2 separate regions of the Sus scrofa genome follow, and region 2 is linked to region 1. A link is a contact called in public promoter capture Hi-C data. All regions are on one chromosome and are shown on one strand. Each heading gives the region's core, a stretch centred on a gene start, on an enhancer-like site or on the middle of the called end of the contact. The rest is flanking DNA. Distances are from core to core; before and after follow the strand shown.

What was found. Promoter capture Hi-C pulls out the DNA fragments that hold promoters and counts their contacts.
Region 2: a promoter capture Hi-C map of liver shows a contact between it and region 1, with 2.8 times the contacts expected there. The contact joins the enhancer-like site here to the promoter of ARHGAP35 in region 1. A contact is called at or near these places in 2 of 5 promoter capture datasets (both in liver), 4 of 47 Hi-C or Micro-C datasets (embryonic fibroblasts, fetal skeletal muscle and liver) and 2 of 2 datasets of contacts at active chromatin or transcription factors (alveolar macrophages and skeletal muscle).

The regions. Positions count from the first base shown.
Region 1 is chr6:52,708,469-52,712,936 of Sscrofa11.1, forward strand. ARHGAP35 (rho GTPase-activating protein 35) reads left to right here and starts at 2,995. Exons shown (of 7, transcript XM_021094622.1): 1 at 2,995-3,745.
Region 2 is chr6:52,778,569-52,782,877 of Sscrofa11.1, forward strand. The region is part of intron 3 of ARHGAP35 (rho GTPase-activating protein 35); the gene reads left to right. Among named protein-coding and RNA genes, the nearest start is that of ARHGAP35, 69 kb to the left of the region's middle. Within about 2 kb of position 1,638, at least 5 of the 83 cell types and tissues checked have an H3K27ac peak or open chromatin away from gene starts, as enhancers often do. A contact at or near this core is called in liver, where this site is marked.

The DNA.
Region 1 (4,468 bases), core at 1,745-4,244:
ACAGGGACAACCCGGAGTGGACAGGGCTTGGTTGGAGGACCCAAAGCCTAAAGGGGACACCTGATCCAGCCTGCCAAGATTAGAGAGGATCTCCAGAAGGAGGGACATCTTAGCTAATATTTGAAAGAAGGGTAGAAATTAGTCTTTGAATAAGGACTGTGTCTTGGCTACCATGGCCCCAGCAGCCATCATCACCTCTGTTTAGCACTGGATTCATTCACTTACTCATGAACAAGTATTGTGGGTCATGGGCCCACATTTGAGGAACTAGGCAGAGTTTCTGCCTTCAAAGGGCTCACACATTGGTGAAGCCAATACAGAACTTCAACCTCTGACAGAATGCTATGCAGAAGGCACTAGGTGGGTTTGAGTTTCTATGCCACTCGCTAGCTATGTAATCTCACCGTGGCTTAGTTTAGTAGAATAAGAACTCTAAACTACATTGAAGGTGTTGTGAGGATTAAGTGAGTTAATATGTTTAAAGTGCTCTAGAATGTTGCCTAGCATAAAATGCTCATTTTAATCAAAGTATGAGAGGTCAGGCCAAATCTGGGAGGCCACGCTGAGAAAGTGACTTCGAGGCCGACTTAAGGCAGAGCTGAAGGGCTCTAAGAGAAGGGGAGAGAGGGGTACTTGGATCCAGAGTGAGTCCAGGCTTCTCTCTTTTCTAGGTGCTGCCAGTTCAAAAATTTTCCAAGGTTGGAAGGCCCTAGAACACTGCATTGGAGTTATAAACACATATGAATTTAAGGTAGGGGAATCTGTTGTCCCTTATCCCCAGTATTTATGGTGTTCTAAAGTGATGGATCTCAAAATCACTTACAAGCCAAGGTTTGTAGTGGCAGCCTAAAGAAATTCTGGCTGGGAGTTCCCATGGCTCAGAGGTCAACGAATCTGACTAGCATCCGCGAGGACAAAGGTTTGTGCCCTGGCCTTGCTCAGTGGGTTAAGGATCCAACATTGCCCTGAGCTGTGGTGTAGGTCAACAGATGAGGCTCAGATCCTGCGTTGCTGTGACTGTGGTGTAGACCAGTAGCTGCAGCTCCAACTCAACCCCTAGCCTGGGAACCTCCATAAAAAGCAAAAAAAAAAAAAAAGGAAAAGAAAAAGAAAATTTGGCCCATGTACTGGATTTGTTTAGGCCATAGTGCTAAAAACAAACCTTAATATATAAAAATCAAACTTCATGCATTAAAAGTGTAAAAAAAAAAAAGTCAAAGGAACTGACCCTTATCGGTAATCAGAAAACCTTTATTTAATGGGATGCTTTAAATTTTTTTTCTTCTTATGGTCACACCTATGCATATGGAAGTTCCCAGGCTAGGGATCCAATCAGGACTACAGCTGCTGGCCTTTGCCACAGGCACAGCAACATGGGATCCAAAATTCATCTGCAACCTACAGCTCAGCTCACAGGCAATGCCAGATCCTTAACCCACTGTGTGGGGTCAGGGATTGAATTTGCATCCTCAAGGATACTAGCCAGGTTCGTTCTCGCTGAGCCACAAAGGGAACTCCCTGGGCTGCTTTAAAACTTGGGTACATCTAACGCAACACTATAAATCAAGTACACTTCAACTAAAGAAAAAGGGCAGTGAGATGTAACCTCAAAAAAATGGAGTTCCCATCGTGGTGCAGTGGTTAATGAATCCAACTAGGAACCATGAGGTGGCGGATTCAATCCCTGGCCTTGCTCAGTGGGTTAAGGATCCGGCGTTGCTGTGAGCTGTGGTGTAGGTTGCAGACGGGGCTCGGATCCTGCGTTGCTGTGGCTCTGGCGTAGGCCGGGGGCTGCAGCTCTGATTCGACCCCTAGCCTGGGAACCTCCATATGCCGCGGGCGGGGCCCAAGAAATGGCAAAAAGACAAAAAACAACGAAAACAAAAAACAACGACTAGCATCCGTGAGGACAAAGGTTTTTATTTATCAACTTTTTAAATTTTTTTATTTTTATTTTTTGTCTTTTTGTCTTTTTAGGGCCACACCCACGGCATATGGAGGTTCCCAGGCTAGATAGGGGTCTAATGGGAGCTACTGCTGCTGGCCTACGCCACAGCCACAGCAACGCCAGATCTCAGCCATGTCTGTGACCTATAGCACAGCTCACGGCAACGCCGGATCCTTAACCCACTGAGCGAGGCCAGGGATCAAACACTCAACCTCATGGTTCCTAGTCGGATTCGTTTCCGCTGTGCCACGACAGAAACTCCATCAACGTTTTTAGAACAAGCCATGATTTTCTGTGCTTTACACATAGAACTCCTTAAATTCTCACAACAAACCTTACTAAAGAGATAAGATTATCATTCCACTTTTTACATGAAGAGACTAAGAAACGAAAAATGCAGTAAGAAGCATAGCGTTTCTTCATGCATTCCTTAAATATTGACTGAGCTCCCAGAACGCTCAACTTCCACGATCCGTACTTCCGGAGGGATCCCAGAGGAACCCCTCTTCAGTTCACAAGAACTCTGGGGTTATAGCAGTGCCCCTTCCCATCACTAATATTTCCCCTCCGGGCGCCCGAACTGACATTTGACTTGCAGTCATTTGCACAATGCTGACCTGGAGGACCAGGCCCTCGCCCCTCTCCAGGAAATCAGGGCTTCACAGAACCCACAGCAAGTCTTAATAACTCGCACATAACCTGCAGATTTTCCTCACTGCTTGGGAAAATAGCACGCGCTCCTCAGCACCGCCCTCTCTTCCGGAACGACGAAATGCAAGGTTCGGATTGGGCTAAGGCGGGCCACGCCTCCTCCTGTTCCCCAATCAATTCCCTCACTGGGTGCGCTCCCTCCTCCTCAGCTCCGTCCCACCGCCCCACGTTACGTCGCTCCCTCTTTCCTCCTCCGTTATCCCGGGGGCTGCGCTCGCGCGGCAAGCCCACCTCCCTTTGCCTCTCATTGGCTGCTCAGGTCCCGCGCGAGCGGGATCGCGCCCTTCGCCCCCGCCCCCAAAGCCGGGCCATGCCTCTCTCCCGTTTTCTCCAAGAGGCCGCGTGAGGAGGGCATCGGCTGCTTCTGGCGCGCGCAACGGTGCGCGCGCCCCCCGCGGACCACTCCCTTCGCCTCAGCGCGAGTAGACGCTGCGGCTGGCATCCCTTATCGCGCACGCGCAGTTGCCCACCCCGTTCCTTCTGCCTCGCGCTGCCTCGCGCCGCAGCCACCGCAGTAGCGGCATTTTCTTGGGGCGCACGCGCACTGCGCCCTGTGCGCCCGTTCCCTGGACCCGGCCGCTGCGGTAGCAGTGAGCCCCTCGGGCGCGTACGGGCTTTCACTTCTCCCCCACCCAGCGCGGGTTATTCCCTCGCGGCGCGCGCTCAGGGGCCGTTATCCCCCTGCAGAGGTCCCCGCACCACGCACGCGCAGTAGCGAGGGGGCACGCGCGCGGGAGCTGGGGCCGCAGGAAGGAGGTGCCGCTGCCGCCATTGCGAGGGAGGGAGGGAGCGAGCAAGCGAGGCTGGTCCGCCCTCCCCCTGGTTCCCGCCCCTCCCCCCTTCCCCTCCCCGCCCCCCGCCCCGAGGGAGAGCAGCGGAGCGGCGGGAGGAGGAGGTGGAGGAGGCGGAGGAGGGAGCCCGCGAGGGAGGGTCCGCCCGGCCCCCCGCCGCCGGAGCTGCCGCCGCCGCCGCCGCCGCCGCCGCTTCAGCCGCCGCTGGACGAGGAGCAACAGAACATGGCGCCGGGGCCGCCGTCGCCGCTCCCGGGAATCCGGAGGCCGGGGCCGCGCTGAGGACGTCCAGCTGGTGAGTGCGCGAGCTCGTGGGCCCCGGTGGCGAGGCCGGGCGCCGCCCCGTTGTGGGGTCCAGGGGAAGGCGGGGACCGCGGGGCCCGGAGCCCGCGAACAATGGAGGAGCCGGAGGGGGAGGGGAGGGAGCGGCCCCCCAGCCCCCCGGGCCCCGCCGCTTCGCGCTGTGGCCCGGCCCGCCGGGGCCCGCCTGCCCTTCGGACTTGCCCCTGCCCGCCTCAGCCCTGCTGTCGCCGCGTCTGCCCCCACCCTCCGACCCATTGGGATCTCTGTGTCTGCCTCGGCCTCCCCCTTCCCTCGGCCACTGCAGCCACTCCGCTCGCAATTCTGCGCCTCCCCTTTCCCTCTTCCTTCCCTCAGTAATGCCCCTCGCCCCTCCCGGACTCTGCAGTGCTCATGGGACCCACCTCCTCCGTGACCCTTCCGCATCCCTTAATTCTGGACCTTCACATTCTGGTTCGTGACCCTTCTGCCTTCTCCCGTTCCGCTCTCAGCACCCTGCCCCTGCCCCCTTCTTTGACCGGTCTGCTGTTACCCTCTCTTGCACCCCCTGGAGCTGTCCCTCTAGGAACTGCGGTTCCACCTCCTTGGAGATCCATCTGGGACCCCGTTTGTCTCGGCACTGCTGCCCCAGGTCTTCTCTTTGGACTTAATTCCATCTCCCTCTTGGGCCCTACTGTCTCCTCGCAAAATCTGTCCCACACCTCCCCCCCGGATACCC
Region 2 (4,309 bases), core at 388-2,887, 69 kb after region 1:
TCTCTTGATGTACTTAAAATAAAATAGATTCACTAGGAAGGACATTGGGAAGAGCAATGTAGAGCTTCAGAAATGCAGTTAGACCACGTTACAGTCAGCCTTACAGTACAGTGTTACAATAGATGACAATCTTTGTTCTGCCATTTGCTCATCTGTAAACTGAGGGTGGTAGCAGGACCTGCCTACTCGGGCTGCCAGGGGCACTTGTACATCGGACTCTGAGCGTGACACGTGGCACCTGGAAGTGCTCAGTGTGTGTGATCCTGTGCTGGTTGTGGCTGTCAGCTTCACCAGTAGTATATCTGGTCTTCCTTCCTATTGCCTGTCAGACCTGACCGTTACATGTAAAGTTATGACCTTTTTCTTTTCTCCGTAACTTTTAAGTTTGAAAATGGTAAAACCCATTGAAAGAGTAGTACAGTGGTCACCCAGTATTTATCAGTGGGTAACATTTTGCCACTTTTGCCCCTTTCTCCCACAATTTTTATTGTCGTTAAATCATTTGAGAGTGAGCTGCAGGAATTCTCCTGCTGTCACTGCAGCAGCTGAAATTGCTGCTGTGGCATGAGTTCCATCCCTGGCCCTGGAACTTCTACATGCCACGGGCATTGCCAAAAAAAGTATTTTGAAAGTGAGCTAAGGTCATCTTGTCACTTCAGCTTAAAAATTTCAGCATATATTCCTATGCTCAAGGACTTTCTCCTCCATAACTGTAATAACATTATCACTTTTAAGAATACTAGCTTTGGAGTTCCCGTTGTGGCTCAGTGGTAACAAACCTGACTAGTATCTACGGGGAGGTGGGGAGGTGGGTTTGATCGCTGGCCTCACTCAGTGGGTTAAAGATCCAATGTTGCCATGAGCTGTGGCGTAAGTTGCAGATGTAGCTCAGACCTGGCGTTGCTGTGGCGTAGGCTGGCAGCCACAGCTCCCTAGCGCAGGAACTTCCGTATGCCCCAAGTGTGGCCCTAAACAACAACAACAACAAAAAGAAAAGAAAAGAAAAAAAAAGAAAAGGAATGTTAGCATGAATTCAGTAGCATTTCATATACTGTGTATGTTTAAATTTACTCAGTTGACTTATATATCTCTCACTGCTGCATTTTATGCTCTAAGATCCAGTCAGTATTCACAGTGCTTTTATTATTGTCTCCTGAGGCCCTTTCAGTTGAGGACAGTTCTCTCTGCCTTTTTTCTTTTTCTTTTTTTAATGATGACCTTTTCTGAAGAGTCTAGGCAGTTGTCTTGTAGACTGTCCCATTGTGTGGTATGCTGTCTGCACCTCTCCATGGTCCTCAGCCCTTTCTGACACCACCCGTAGCCATCTCATCGTGTGGCTCCTGTCTGAGCAGAGGACGGGACTGAGAACACGGGGGATGGGGCAGCAGGACTGCGGCCTCCCTTGCTGGACAGAGCACACTGTGTTGGACTTAGGGACTGAGTAAGGCTTCCTCTGACTGATTTATATGGGCCTTGTACTTCGGGAAAGCCTGTGCTGCCACCTGACCACCCCAACCCATTTCTCACTCTCCTGCTTCCCGTAGAAATTGCCACGCGACCCAGTGTCCATGTGGTGGTTCAGACAGTCACTTTGAGCCCAGTGGAGATGATACACAAAGTGAAACTTGTTTGCCCTGACTGCCTCATGTAGGTCAAAGTCAGAAGTCTTTGTGTCCCTGATTTCGTGTCCGTGTTATGCTCCTCTGTGCTCATCCTAGCAAATAAAATATTGCATCATCACTTTTAAGGGCAGTACTTGGGTGTTCATACTCCTGCTGCCACAGTGAGGTCTTTCATTCCTTAGGGCCCATGTTGCTATCCACCTGCCACTTTATAGCCAGTGTCACAGTAGAAACCAAAACCAGAACCTCGGAGAGGAAATGGTGTGACTGTTATGAATTGGGACAATTTAAACCATCCCGTCACCTTAAAAGCATTTTTTTTCCTTATTATAAAAGTAATATACTTGCTTGCTATAAAAAGTAATCAGGAGTTCCCGTCGTGGCACAGTGGTTAACGAATCTGACTAGGAACCATGCGGTTGCGGGTTCGGTCCTTGCCCTTGCTCAGTGGATTAACAATCCGGCGTTGCTGTGAGCTGTGGTGTAGCTTGCAGACGTGGCTCGGATCCCGTGTTGCTGTGGCTCTGGCGTAGGCCGGTGGCTGCAGTTCTGATTCAACCCCTAGCCTGGGAACCTCCATATGCCGCGGGAGCGGTCCAAGAAATAGCAAAAAAAAAAAAAAAAAAGTAATCATTATAAACATAGAAAGCCCCTTATAATCCCAAATTTCTATGTAATTGGCATTAATAATTCAGTTGTGTTTCCTGCTAATATTGCCCACTAAACATTTAAAAACATGAGATCATGTACCTACTGTTCCTCAGCTTGTCTTTTTTTTTTTTTTTTTTTTTTTGTCTTTTTGCCATTTCTTGGGCCGTTCCCGTGGCATATGGAGGTTCCCAAGCTAGGGGGTCCAATTGGAGCTGTAGCTGCCGGCCTGCGCCACAGCCACAGCAATGTGGGATCCAAGTCTTGTCTGCAGCCTATACCACAGCTCACAGCAACGCCGGATCCTTAAGCCACTAAGCAAGGCCAGGGATCAAACCTTCGACCTCATGGTTCCTAGTCAGATTCGTTAACCACTGAGCCACGATGGGAACTCTAGCTTGTCTTTTATTTGTTTTAATTCAATACTGTGTATCTTGTGCATCATCTTTACAAATTTCTTCCCTAGGCCAATTGCATTTTAACCTTTGGCCTCAGAAGAGAGTGGCAAAATTTGGTCAAAGGGGGTCTCTGGGAGAGAAGCTTTTTTGCTTTTAAGGGCTGCAAGTGCGGCATATGGAAATTCCCAGGCTAGGGGTGGAATTGGAGCTGCAGCTGCTGGCCTACACACAGCCACAGCCATGTCAGATCTGAGCTGAGTCTGCGACCTACACCACAGCTCAGGGCAACGCTAGATCCTAACGCACTTAGCGGGGCCAGGGATCGAACCAGAGTCCTCCTCGATACTAGTTGGGTTTGTTATTGCTGAGCCACAATGGGAACTCCAGGAGAGACGCTTTGTTTGCGGCCAACTCCACATTCCAGGGGTGGCCCATGGCATGTTCCTCTGACTACTCTGTCCCAGCCCTATATTTTGTGAGTAAATTGCCAACTTGTCATAAGCACAAATCACAGAGAAAAGGATCACTGGCTTCTTGGCTCAAAATATACTGCTCCTGCTATTACCAAGACTCCATTGGAGCTCCTCCCCTATATTCTTAGGTTATAGCTCATAACATTGTAGGTGGAGATTGGTTCTGGTTTGCACCTGTCTTTTTTCCTGAGCTTTTTGACCAATTCATTTATCCTTGCTCCATATTTTCTAAAATTGGAATGTGTTCAAGAAATGGCTAGTAGGTAGAACAGCTTTCAGATCGATTTGCTGATGCTTTCAGCCTAGCCCAGGCTCAGGGACAGCCTCTGTGCTTGCTGCACTAATAGGATATTAGATTTTCACTCTCAGCTCTGGTTACATGGGAGGGCAGGAAAAGAGCAGGTAACTCCTGCAGCTGCAGGTCACCACTGTGGGAGGCTGGAGGAACTCACTGGGTGTCAGACTGACTTCATATTTCTGGCTAGAAAACTTTTTCTTCCAGTTTTTATCCAAGTGGAAAGTTGGTTGGGGCAGTGGCGTCTCTGCTCCCCTTGACTCCTCCGTGAGCCATCTGAGATCTCTGCTGTGTGGCAGGAAGTAGGAACACTCATTGCTGGACAGTTTCTCTCACTAGAGTTGGGGTGAGGATTTACTTGTAGAGCCTACTCACACTCCTGAGAATAATGTCTCAGGATTAGTATGCTATTTGTACACCTCACTGTGGTCACAAAACTAAGGTTTTAGTTTTTGCTTTTTGGCTATGCCCATGGCGTGCGGAAGTTCCGGGCCAAGGATCAAGCTTGTGCCATATCACTAACCAGAGCCATAGCAGTGACAATGCCAGATCCTAAACCCACTGAGCCCCAAGGGAACTCCTTTCTTAGTTGTTGTTGTTGTTTTAAACTAAAGTTTTAAATTCTGGGTCTCTGGGCCAATTTTGAGCCAAGGCTTCCTTCCCACAGTTGGAATATCCATGTTCTGTAGCACAGAAACCCCCTGAGGGAGCTTCCAATTGTCACTCTTCCGCATCCCGAAGGTATACAACCCGGAGGCTGAATACCTAGTGCCCTGCTCTTCTGGGCTCTGCTGCCTATATCCCCAGGCCCGCAGCCTCACTTGTCAGTAATTTGACTAAAAATAGTGTTCTCTGGGAATGATTTCATAATGA